Regions from separate parts of the Hordeum vulgare genome. Here region 2 is linked to region 1. Evidence: chromatin contacts called from public Hi-C data. All regions are on one chromosome and are shown on one strand. Each heading gives the region's core, a stretch centred on a gene start, on an enhancer-like site or on the middle of the called end of the contact. The rest is flanking DNA. Distances are from core to core; before and after follow the strand shown. Region 1 holds the start of LOC123444042 (probable WRKY transcription factor 48). Region 2 holds the start of LOC123444045 (high mobility group B protein 14).

The links. A called contact is a pair of places that touch in the nucleus more often than the background predicts.
Region 2: a contact with region 1 is called in a Hi-C map of seedling, with 4 times the contacts expected there. The contact joins the promoter of LOC123444045 here to the promoter of LOC123444042 in region 1. A contact is called at or near these places in 2 of 6 Hi-C or Micro-C datasets (leaf and seedling).

Annotation. Positions count from the first base shown.
Region 1 is chr3H:416,545,444-416,550,305 of MorexV3_pseudomolecules_assembly, forward strand. LOC123444042 (probable WRKY transcription factor 48) reads right to left here and starts at 3,357. Exons shown (of 3, transcript XM_045120644.1): 1 at 2,645-3,357; 2 at 1,544-1,705; 3 at 536-1,370. The coding sequence starts at 3,045. The coding sequence ends at 839.
Region 2 is chr3H:417,304,946-417,309,538 of MorexV3_pseudomolecules_assembly, forward strand. LOC123444045 (high mobility group B protein 14) reads left to right here and starts at 2,054. Exons shown (of 5, transcript XM_045120646.1): 1 at 2,054-2,318; 2 at 3,474-3,531; 3 at 3,609-3,653; 4 at 4,521-4,593. The coding sequence starts at 2,140. LOC123444044 (lipid phosphate phosphatase 2-like) reads right to left here and starts at 1,245. Exons shown (of 7, transcript XM_045120645.1): 1 at 844-1,245; 2 at 657-744; 3 at 451-560; 4 at 255-348; 5 at 1-101. The coding sequence starts at 1,077. It overlaps LOC123445897 (a small nuclear RNA gene), which reads right to left and starts at 1,828; the gene lies at 1,678-1,828.

The DNA of each region.
Region 1 (4,862 bases), core at 2,107-4,606:
ATCTGCTACATCGATCCAGGTTTAATCTTGCACCAATCATATGTGCATGTACAGAAACCACACAACGGTTCCACAGTAGGTAGGTTCACATCACTATGGATGAGTAATGATATCTAACACTAGCTCGCTAGCTAGGTACGTAGCGCTTGGAGCGAGCGACCTGGTCAAGTGATCAGTACTTGCAAGAAAGAAGCAAGCAGCAAAACGATCGACCCTCACTGCTTTTTTCCCTTAACAACCCTTTGTACCAACCACAGGAACAATCCCATCACGGGTACATTCATGACAAGTTAGCTAGCTAGCCAAGATCGTTGTACATCGATCCTCTTCTTGCCACAGTTGCCACCAACAGCAAATTAATGAAGCCTATGCATGCATGATCGGTTGCCATGTATGCAAGAAACCTTAATACCACACCAAACATGCAAATGGATATGTGCATTCTTAGTACTGTTGCATTAATGGAGCCAGGAGAAACACAAGGAGCATGAAATTATCATAGACGATATAGCTCATGCATGCATGGCCTAGTACCGGCGGCAACAGAGTAGTGCAATATATGCATGAGATGGGAAATTAGGTAAGGTATACTTACATGTACAAGAAGTGCTAGTACACTGACTACCACGAGCTAGCTAGCTAGCGAGCTAGATCCATCGAAATGATACGAGGCCCAGAAAAAACTCATTCTGTACCATCTCGCAGCACGGGATCGATCGAGGAAACAAATCAACAAGTGAAGGCAATCAAGGAAAAAACAAGATCGATTGGGGGATGTTAACTAGGCAGCAGCAAGAACCAACCAAATCTCTTTAATTATCTCTAGCTAGCTAGCTAACTAATGGAGCTTCCCATACGGTGATGAGGGCTGGTTGTTGTTGTTGTTGCTGCCGGCGCCGTGGATGAAGGACGGCAGCATGTCCTGCAGGAGCCCAAAGTCCGGCGCCATGAAGTGCTGCATCTGGAGCGACGGTGGAGACGGGGCGGTGGCCGTGGCCGTGGCGCTGATTGAGCCGGCCAGGCCCTGGATGGACGTTTGGTGGCCTGCACCGGCGCCGATGATCGGCGGCGTCATGCCGTGGTGGCCGCGCGGCTGCAGGAGGCCGCCCAGTACGTCGCTGCTCCGGCCGAACGGCGATCCGGCGCGGCCGCCCATGCCCATCTGCGGCATCATGGCGAGGTGGGCGTGGTGCTGGTGATGCAGGTGCGCGGCCTGCGCGGCGAGGAGGTGGGTGCTGCCGCGGATCGCGGAGGGGATGGGGTGCGTGTGCTTGCCCTCGTACGTGGTGATCACCACCGCCGTGTCCTGGAACGACCGCTCCACCCTCTTCTTCACCACGCACTTCTGCGTCGTGCACCGGTAGTAGCTCCTGCACCCACCCATCGCCATTATCAGCACAGCACAGCACAACACAAGCACATGCATACATAACCATTCTTCGTCCCTATACATGTAGGAGTACATATATACCAAAATCGCCCGTGCGCATGCGGTGCAACTACCTATATATGCATGTATGTACGTACATACGTTGATACGTACCTGGGATACGGGCTGTTCTTGACGGCCTTCTGGCCGTACTTGCGCCAGCGGTAGCCGTCCTCGAGGTGGTCGACCTCGCTCTTGGTCATGAAGGCGACCCGCGGCTGCCGCGGCCGCTTCTCGCCCTTGCCGGCCTTGCCACCCTTCGCCGCCGCCGCAGACCTGAAAAGATTTCGATTATTTACGCGTCGGTGAGATGAGACATCGGTAGCGGAAAGCGATCACGGAATCGTATACCATTTGGCTGTCTCGACTCTCGATAGCTTAGCTCTCTACTCCTAGTGGCGGATAGAGATTTCGTTCATACTACGATCGATCCATGGACTGACTAGGATATGTAAGAGATCCCGTTCAAACATGGTTGTTGGCTTGGTCTATGCAAGAGAGCGCACATGGTTTTTAGGAGGTTCACATTGCGGCTAGCCTTTTTGCTGCCCCCTTTTCTTCTCTTTGGATTTTGTGGGAGACGCGCGCATATGATAGGTTGCACCAAAGTAGAACCTGAGGAAATCCTAGATGGGGGAGGGTCTCTTAAGTCTTAACTGGGGGTGGCTCCATTCTAGAGATTATTGGGCATGATTTTTGCAAGATGGGGCCATACATACATAACATGGGGTACAAGAGGAAAAATGAACAACGCATATGTAAAAGTAGTACAAAAAATGCAAGAGGTAAATTTGTTCTGGATCAAGTTTGGATCAAGATTTTGGAGATGAAGCAAGTAATCAAAATCAGATTATGTATATATGTATGTATTTATTTATTTATTGTTGACTGTCAGGCTCAGGCATGCAAGCTGAGTGTGAAACCCTAGCCGAGTTCACACCTTGGCCAGCCGGCCAAACTACCTTAAAGGGGGAATAAAGAACAAAATAAAAGAACAGAAAAGGCATGAATGAATGAATGGCCAGCGAGCAATTCAGGGAAGCGAAATCTAGCCCGCCCCCAAATCTTGATCCAAGATCACAGAAAAACCAAGACACGGATTAGGCAGCAGTCAGAAAAGAGAGACCAAGAACTCGCCAAAAGGGTCACCCAAGATTTCAGATCAAGGCACGGAAAATGAGAGAGATAGAGAGAAACTAACGCAGTCCAACTCACCCTTTCTTGGTCTTGTCACCCTCATCGCCCCCCTTGCCTTCCTCCCCGTCGCCGTCCTCCTTCTTGCACCTCCCCGCCGAGTCCCCCTCTCCGGCGCAGAGGCCTCCTCCCGCCTCGCTGGAGGAGGACGACATGGACGACGTGGCGTTGGGCGTCCCCCCGCCGGCGCTGGGAGTGAGGGCGCTGGGCGTGGTGTCCACCACCAGCTCCCTCTTGACGACGTCCTCCTCGGCCGGCAGCTCCAGCGCCCTGCACAGCAGGTCGTAGTCCATGGGCGTCTGCAGGTAGTCGGCGAGCCAGGACGCCTGCTGCTCCTGCTGCTGCTGCTGCTGCATCCCCGGCCCAGGCCGGTGCGTGAAGAGCGACGCGAGCTCGTCCTGGAACTGGAACTCGCCCGACATAGGCGCTAGCTATGGTATGGTAGGTGTATCGCTTTGCTCTTGTCCGTTGGAGATAGATGGTGCAGGAGCCCGAATCTCGATTGCTCTTGGGATTGGGGCTGTGGCTGGCGCTGGGCTTATGAAACTGAAGGGAGGAGGAGAGGGATCGAGAGGGAAGCAAGCATATGGGGGAGGTACTAGTAGTGGTGGTATGGTGGTGCAGTGATTAGTGAGGCAAGCCGAGGAGACAGCGAGAGGTGTGTGTGTGCGCGCAACGCAAGAGAACGAGACGGAGCGCAGCTCTTGGCTATATCTTGGGGATTCAGAGAGAGAGAGAGGGAGCGGTGATGTAGTATAGAGAGAGAGGGAGATGGTTGGGTGGGGGGATTTTTTTTTTCTCATTGGCTTTTCGGCTTGCTTTTGTGAAAGAAACAAGGGCTAATTGATTGGGCCCAAAAGAGAAGAGATAGATGAGATAGATGTCCATTCCTTCCTTGGCCTCTTTCCCTCTCATTTGGTTTCTTCCTCTCGGTTTTAACCGCAAGATACTCTATGCTTAGATCTCAGAGTCCAGACCTAGCTAGCTACAAGAGCGAGTATAATAATTACTAATTCTAATTCTAATGGCACCGTAATGTAGTGTAGTAGTGTAATGTAATGGTGGGGGTGGGAACGGTCCACGGTCACGGGCGGGGGCTGTGGTGAGTCAGCGGCGTGCACCGGCGGTAGCCGGTCACATGTTAGGGGTCAAAGCGCGGGCTCCGCGGTCAATCGTTCAGACGGATGGGGCATGACACGTGTGCGTCGCCCTTTGACCGGGCCCTACGCGCCCACGCCAGCGTGATCTCTGCCCTGCGCCCTCCGATCTCGATCTGTAGAGCTGACGGCCGGTGATGCAGGCTGTGGCGGTGGCATTGCATCATGCCATACGATGTCGTCGATGAGAGACCGAGGGAATAAACATGCGCGGGGTCCATCTGGCGGTGGCAGGTGGGGCCGGTTTCCGTCCGGAGACGGTGCGTGCATGACTCTGCACGTCGTCCTTCCGATCGATCCCTGTTTCGGCTCCCGTTTCGCTGCAGGAGAGGCGCGTATGGAGGAAATCCAATCCACTCCAATCCAGTCATAAAAAGGGATCGAAGTGACCGGGGACCTAAGTTTTAAGTGAGACTGCTACTGTTTGGTCACTCACTCGGCTCCCACAATCATGACAAGTGCATGCTACGCATATATACCATCCGATCGTTTATATCGCAAGGGCAAGGAGTAGTAGCGGCAGTGTCTATTTCCGCTCCGTTCGAGTCTGCTGTTTCAGGGCATGATTCATTTTCGTGTGCGTCAACTTTCAGAATCTTTATATATATACGTCTTCGAGTGTCCGATTGAAGCGATACAAACATGGTCACAGTTTGTGCATACATATAAAGCGTGTGAATCCGAACAGAGAACGCCGCACGTCATAGGATATACTATATACATCTATCGGCTGTCCAGCTCGTGCACCGGTTTTTTGCGTGTGCCGTGGCGGTGCGCCTGGCCTGAGACCGTGGTACGCGGCGCGGCGCCAGCTCTGCGTCCCGACGTCCCATGTGAAAAGCGATGGGTCGCAAGCATGGCCTCCACGTCGTCCACGCTTACGCTACACGCAAACGCCGGCAACACCGTGTCTCCTGGCTAAAAAACCGTGCCGGGCGGCCGGCGTCTGAAAGCGGCCGGGTGCGTGAGCGGGGTGTGAACGCCGGTGCGGGAGCCCCGATCGATGGCGCGCGCGGGGGGGCACGCTCGGTCCAGTCCAGGCACTGTGCGCGCAGCAGCACATGGCGATTTGGATCTGACAC
Region 2 (4,593 bases), core at 804-3,303, 760 kb after region 1:
CAGGATGACGACGCACAGCTTGGCGACGTGCCCTCGTCGGTCGAAGACGGCGACCTTCCCGGCGAGGTACCACGACAGGAACCCCAGGCCGGCAAAAGACCCTGCAACACCCGCCGCATGACAACGAGCTTATTATCCTCGAGCACATAGCACACGTAGAAAAATCATACACCGTTATGTTGCTGTCATCAGTTTGTGACAGTAACTGTGCAACTGATGAATCTAATGAAGTGAGTGGCGTAATCGAGTCATACAGGAAGAGTGGCCACTTGGGAAGCTCTTGTGGCCTTCTTTGATCACGCTGGCGTCGCCGTGGCATATGACTGCTGTGGTGATGTTGTCGTACACCTGGACAGCAAGGGAACCGAACCAGTCTAAGTCTGGATGCCAGCAAGGGGATATCTGAAGTTCATTCACTTAGACTTTGTGAGTAAATCGGAGTGTTATTACAGCGATTCCATCAGGGAAGCAGCGCCAGAAGAAGTTGGGGCGCGGACGGCCCACGGCATCCTTGATAGCATCGGTCAGGACGCCGGTGATCAGCACAGAGAACAGAATACCTGCTTGTGTAACTAATGTGCATCAGAGCGAAACCAAGAGGACAACTACTGCATTTCCATCAGGAACTTAGATGAAAATATAAACAAGTAAGGTACCAAGTATAGCATGGTGCAAATCATACGCATTCCTCCTCCAGATGTATATTGCGACGAAGATGAGCACGGGCACAATGACAGCAACGACCTGCGTGAAAACACTCAAGTAAACTTCAAGCTCAGGAGATGTGTAGTTTTCAAATTTAAATGACAGACAGGGTAAACACGCGGGAGGGGTCGCACGCACCGCAACGGCCCAGACCGGGACGGTGTTGCTCTTCATGGGGTATCTGAGGTCCGCGATCATGTCTTCGCCGACGAACCGGTGGAACGGCTCGATGGCGTTGAGGACGCCTTCGACGGCGACGAGGAGGAGCAGCGCGACCCAGTCGTAGGCGTGCGACCTGGCGATCCTGACGCCATGCGACAGCATCGCGGGTGACGGGCACGCCGGAGCATTGGTACCGGCCGGCGCCTGCATCTCAGCCTCTCTCTCTCCGGGGTGGACGTGGATCCAACACTACTTATCCGTTCTAGTGAACTGCAACGCCAATGCAGGAGTGGAGACAGCGATGTTGGCGTATTTGCTCTCCGCTCTGGGTCGACTTCGTTTTCTTTTATTTCGTTTCTGGGACGGTGCATCAACCCTTGTTTATACTAGCTCGCAGAATGGAGGACTTGAAGAACGACTGGCAGTTGCCAAGGAATTTGGCTATGTACTTTGAATGACTGGGGTACTGCAGTGGGTTGACTGACTTGCTGCACCGCGTGTGGACAGCGATTGCACCGCGTGCCACGCGGTATCCACTGGGTCCACTACCCGGCTTGTCGGTTATATATGTAACTGCAGCATCAACCGTCAATGCTCCCAGGTCATTTATAACTCATCATCGTCATCACTTGTACAAGCAGACCAGAAAAAACAACTTTAGTAGTACCGACTTAGAAGCAACTAGCACAACGGTACCATATCCTTCAGGAGGTGTTTGGTTACAGAAATGATAATGTTAACGTGAACGTAATCAGATCAGGTACCAAAAAATAAAAATGAATAATAAACAGTTTGAATGTTGGATTTGTGGGCTTTACCCTCCCCGAAGGAAAGGAGCCCTTTCAGAAATTCTCAGTGGCCCCGGAGGGCCAAAGAGGGGGTTTGGAAATAGTTTTCAACCAGCAATTGACGCGCCTCGGTATAACCTCACTAGCTGCGTCATTGCCCCAAGCGCAAAGATGCCTTCTCCCCTCCGCCCACCACCCCATCTTATACTCGCCCACCCCTCGCGCTCTTCCCTCCACAACCGATGTGGTACAAAACTAACAACACAACCCGACCGGCTCGATGGATTAGGATTTAAGGAGCGGGCGGGCCAGCAATCCTTGCTGGGCCGGGCCTCCCACGGCCCAAAAAAGCCCGGGAGCCCGGCAGCCAGGTGATCCCGAGTACTCCCCTCCTCTGCGCTGCGCTGCGCTGCTCTGCTTCTTTCTTCTTCCTCCTCCTCCCGCAAGCCGACCTACGCCTCGGCGAGCCCGAGAGAAGCGCGGGATGAAGACGAGGTCGCAGACCACCCCGAAGCCACTCAACACCGTGCGGCTGCCCCCCGTGGAGAGCCCCCGGTCGAGGCCGAGGCCGAAGCCGAAGCCGAGGCCGGAGACGCGGAAGAAGGGGACCCTCGGCGACCTCCGCCGCCCCAAGAAGCCCCCCACCGCCTTCTTCTATTTCATGTACGTATGTCCTAGAATTCTTCATCTGTAGCTGATCCCGTGTCTACTAACTGGCGACTGCTCTGCTGAGAAGCAATTGGGATGCGGTATTAGGGGTTTCTCCGGCTTCTCGGCTGGACTGCTCGCTCCCAGTCCAGCTTTTGGGATTCGCCGGCGTTCTGTTGAGAAACTTTGAATCGATGCGTGCCTTAGTGGTGTTCTGGAGAAGAGGACTCGAGCGAGCCCCCGTGTCCTCGAGATGTTTATCCCAGTCTAACTGTCAGAGGAGTATTTGTTTGGTCAATTCGAACTGTTTTCAGCTTATCAGTAGCACCGGAACGGTTAATAATTACTGATGTGCGTATAAACAAAAATGTACTGTGTGCTGTTGACTTATGCGAAAGTTGATGTTCCAAAATGCTTCAAGTACTGATAAAGATTAACTGCTATAGGACATTGTCGCTGCACCATATAAACGTATTCTGCTTCATCCAGTCATCATCGTTCAACATATTGGTTGCTTATCCTTTGGGTTTTTCACATGGCTTTAGGTGTAACACAAATACCAAACTTCCTTCCTCGTGTCCTGGTGTTCAACATCAATCTATCATGATTCATGAACATAATAACTGCAGAGGTAAATAATATTCCTCTGTCCATCGTAGACTGTTAACCAGGGCACCAGGCTAATGATCAAATAAGTAACAAAATTGATGTACATACGATCTTCAATGTACGATTTGCATCCGACACTGAAATCAAATGGTGGAACAATGCTGAAACACTGCATCCGATGGTGGATGGAGTGCATCGGACATAAATCATACATGGATGTGTTGTACTCATAGCAGCGCTCAATAGATAATGCAAACATGCTGCGGTATCCAGAAACATTTGAATAGTTGATGTTGCCAAATGCCTACCTCGGTCTTTGTGCGACTCACAGATTGCATGCCTCAGTACATGTCTGATTTCACAGCACTACTTATGTTTCACGTTTGTGTATTTCGTCTAATTAGAAATATCTGTAGGCAAACATGGGTGTTTCTTCGCAAGAACCCAGTTAATTTCCATGGGGATCAAGAAAGGATTATATGATCATTTCGCTACCCTGGTTAAGATGTTTCATCTCTTGCACTGAACCAATTTTAATGAAGCTTTTATATTCTTTTGAAGGGAGGATTTCCGGAAAACGTATCAGGAAGAAAATCCAAGTGTAAAAGCAATGCAGGATGTAAGTTTCCATCATTTAAATTTGAAGCTTCAAGTTGGCTTTCTTAGTCTTGTAATGTAATATACCTTTCACTGCAGGTAGGGAAAGCATGCGGCGAGAAATGGAATAAAATGGCATTTGAGGTTGGTATTTTCCCTCTGATAGCCTGATGAAGTGATGATGTCTGTGGTGCATTAGGTAGCTAGTCATCACACCATGTTGCTCTCTGGTAGTATAATATGGTTGATAGGAATATGAAGTGGAGACGTAGTTTGGTTTCTTTGATGATTCACTTGTTTCCGTTTTGTTATCGGAAATCAATAGAAGCTTCTATGTCAAATCATGGAATGCAAGACCTTGCCTTGATATTTTATTCAGCAAGATCCAACTTTCACAACAAATATGTCGTCCTTTTCCGCCTGCCCCTTGGACCTTGTCGGTGTGCCGAGTAGCTAGATCAATTTCATTGCTTATCCCAATGCAGAGAAACAGCTGAAGGGATGCACTGACACAGGTTGTAGATTTAACAGTGGAAGTTTCATGACCTGTATACTCAGAATTCATTTTGTAGGATGTAAGCTAAGATTCTTATTGATGATGGTACACTATTGCGTATTTACTATGGTTACATGTTGGTTAGTAGGTTTATCGTTTCCATTTAGCTAACTACACTAAAAAAGTTGAAGTCCCTACCTTGTAGACAGTTCTACACATATGAATCCACTTAACATTGATGATGATAATTCCCCATCTTTGCTATGCCAGCCATATTATCGTGAAATTTCTCAGGAAATGTAATTTGACACATGATTATTTAGCAGTTTTGACTTCTCGTTGACTTGTGTAAGACCAAATTACATAATTCGGTAGAACTATAAAACTGTCTTGTAACTGTCAAAGATCCATTCAAATGTATGCTTACAAAAGGAGAATATGTTGCCAAAACTGCTAGACAATACATTATGCTTCATATTCTACTGATAACATTTTCACCTCGTTCATCGCACCAGGAAAAGGTGAAGTATTATGATCTAGCTACCGAGAGGCGTGCCGAGTTTGAGAAGGCGATGGCTCAGTACAACA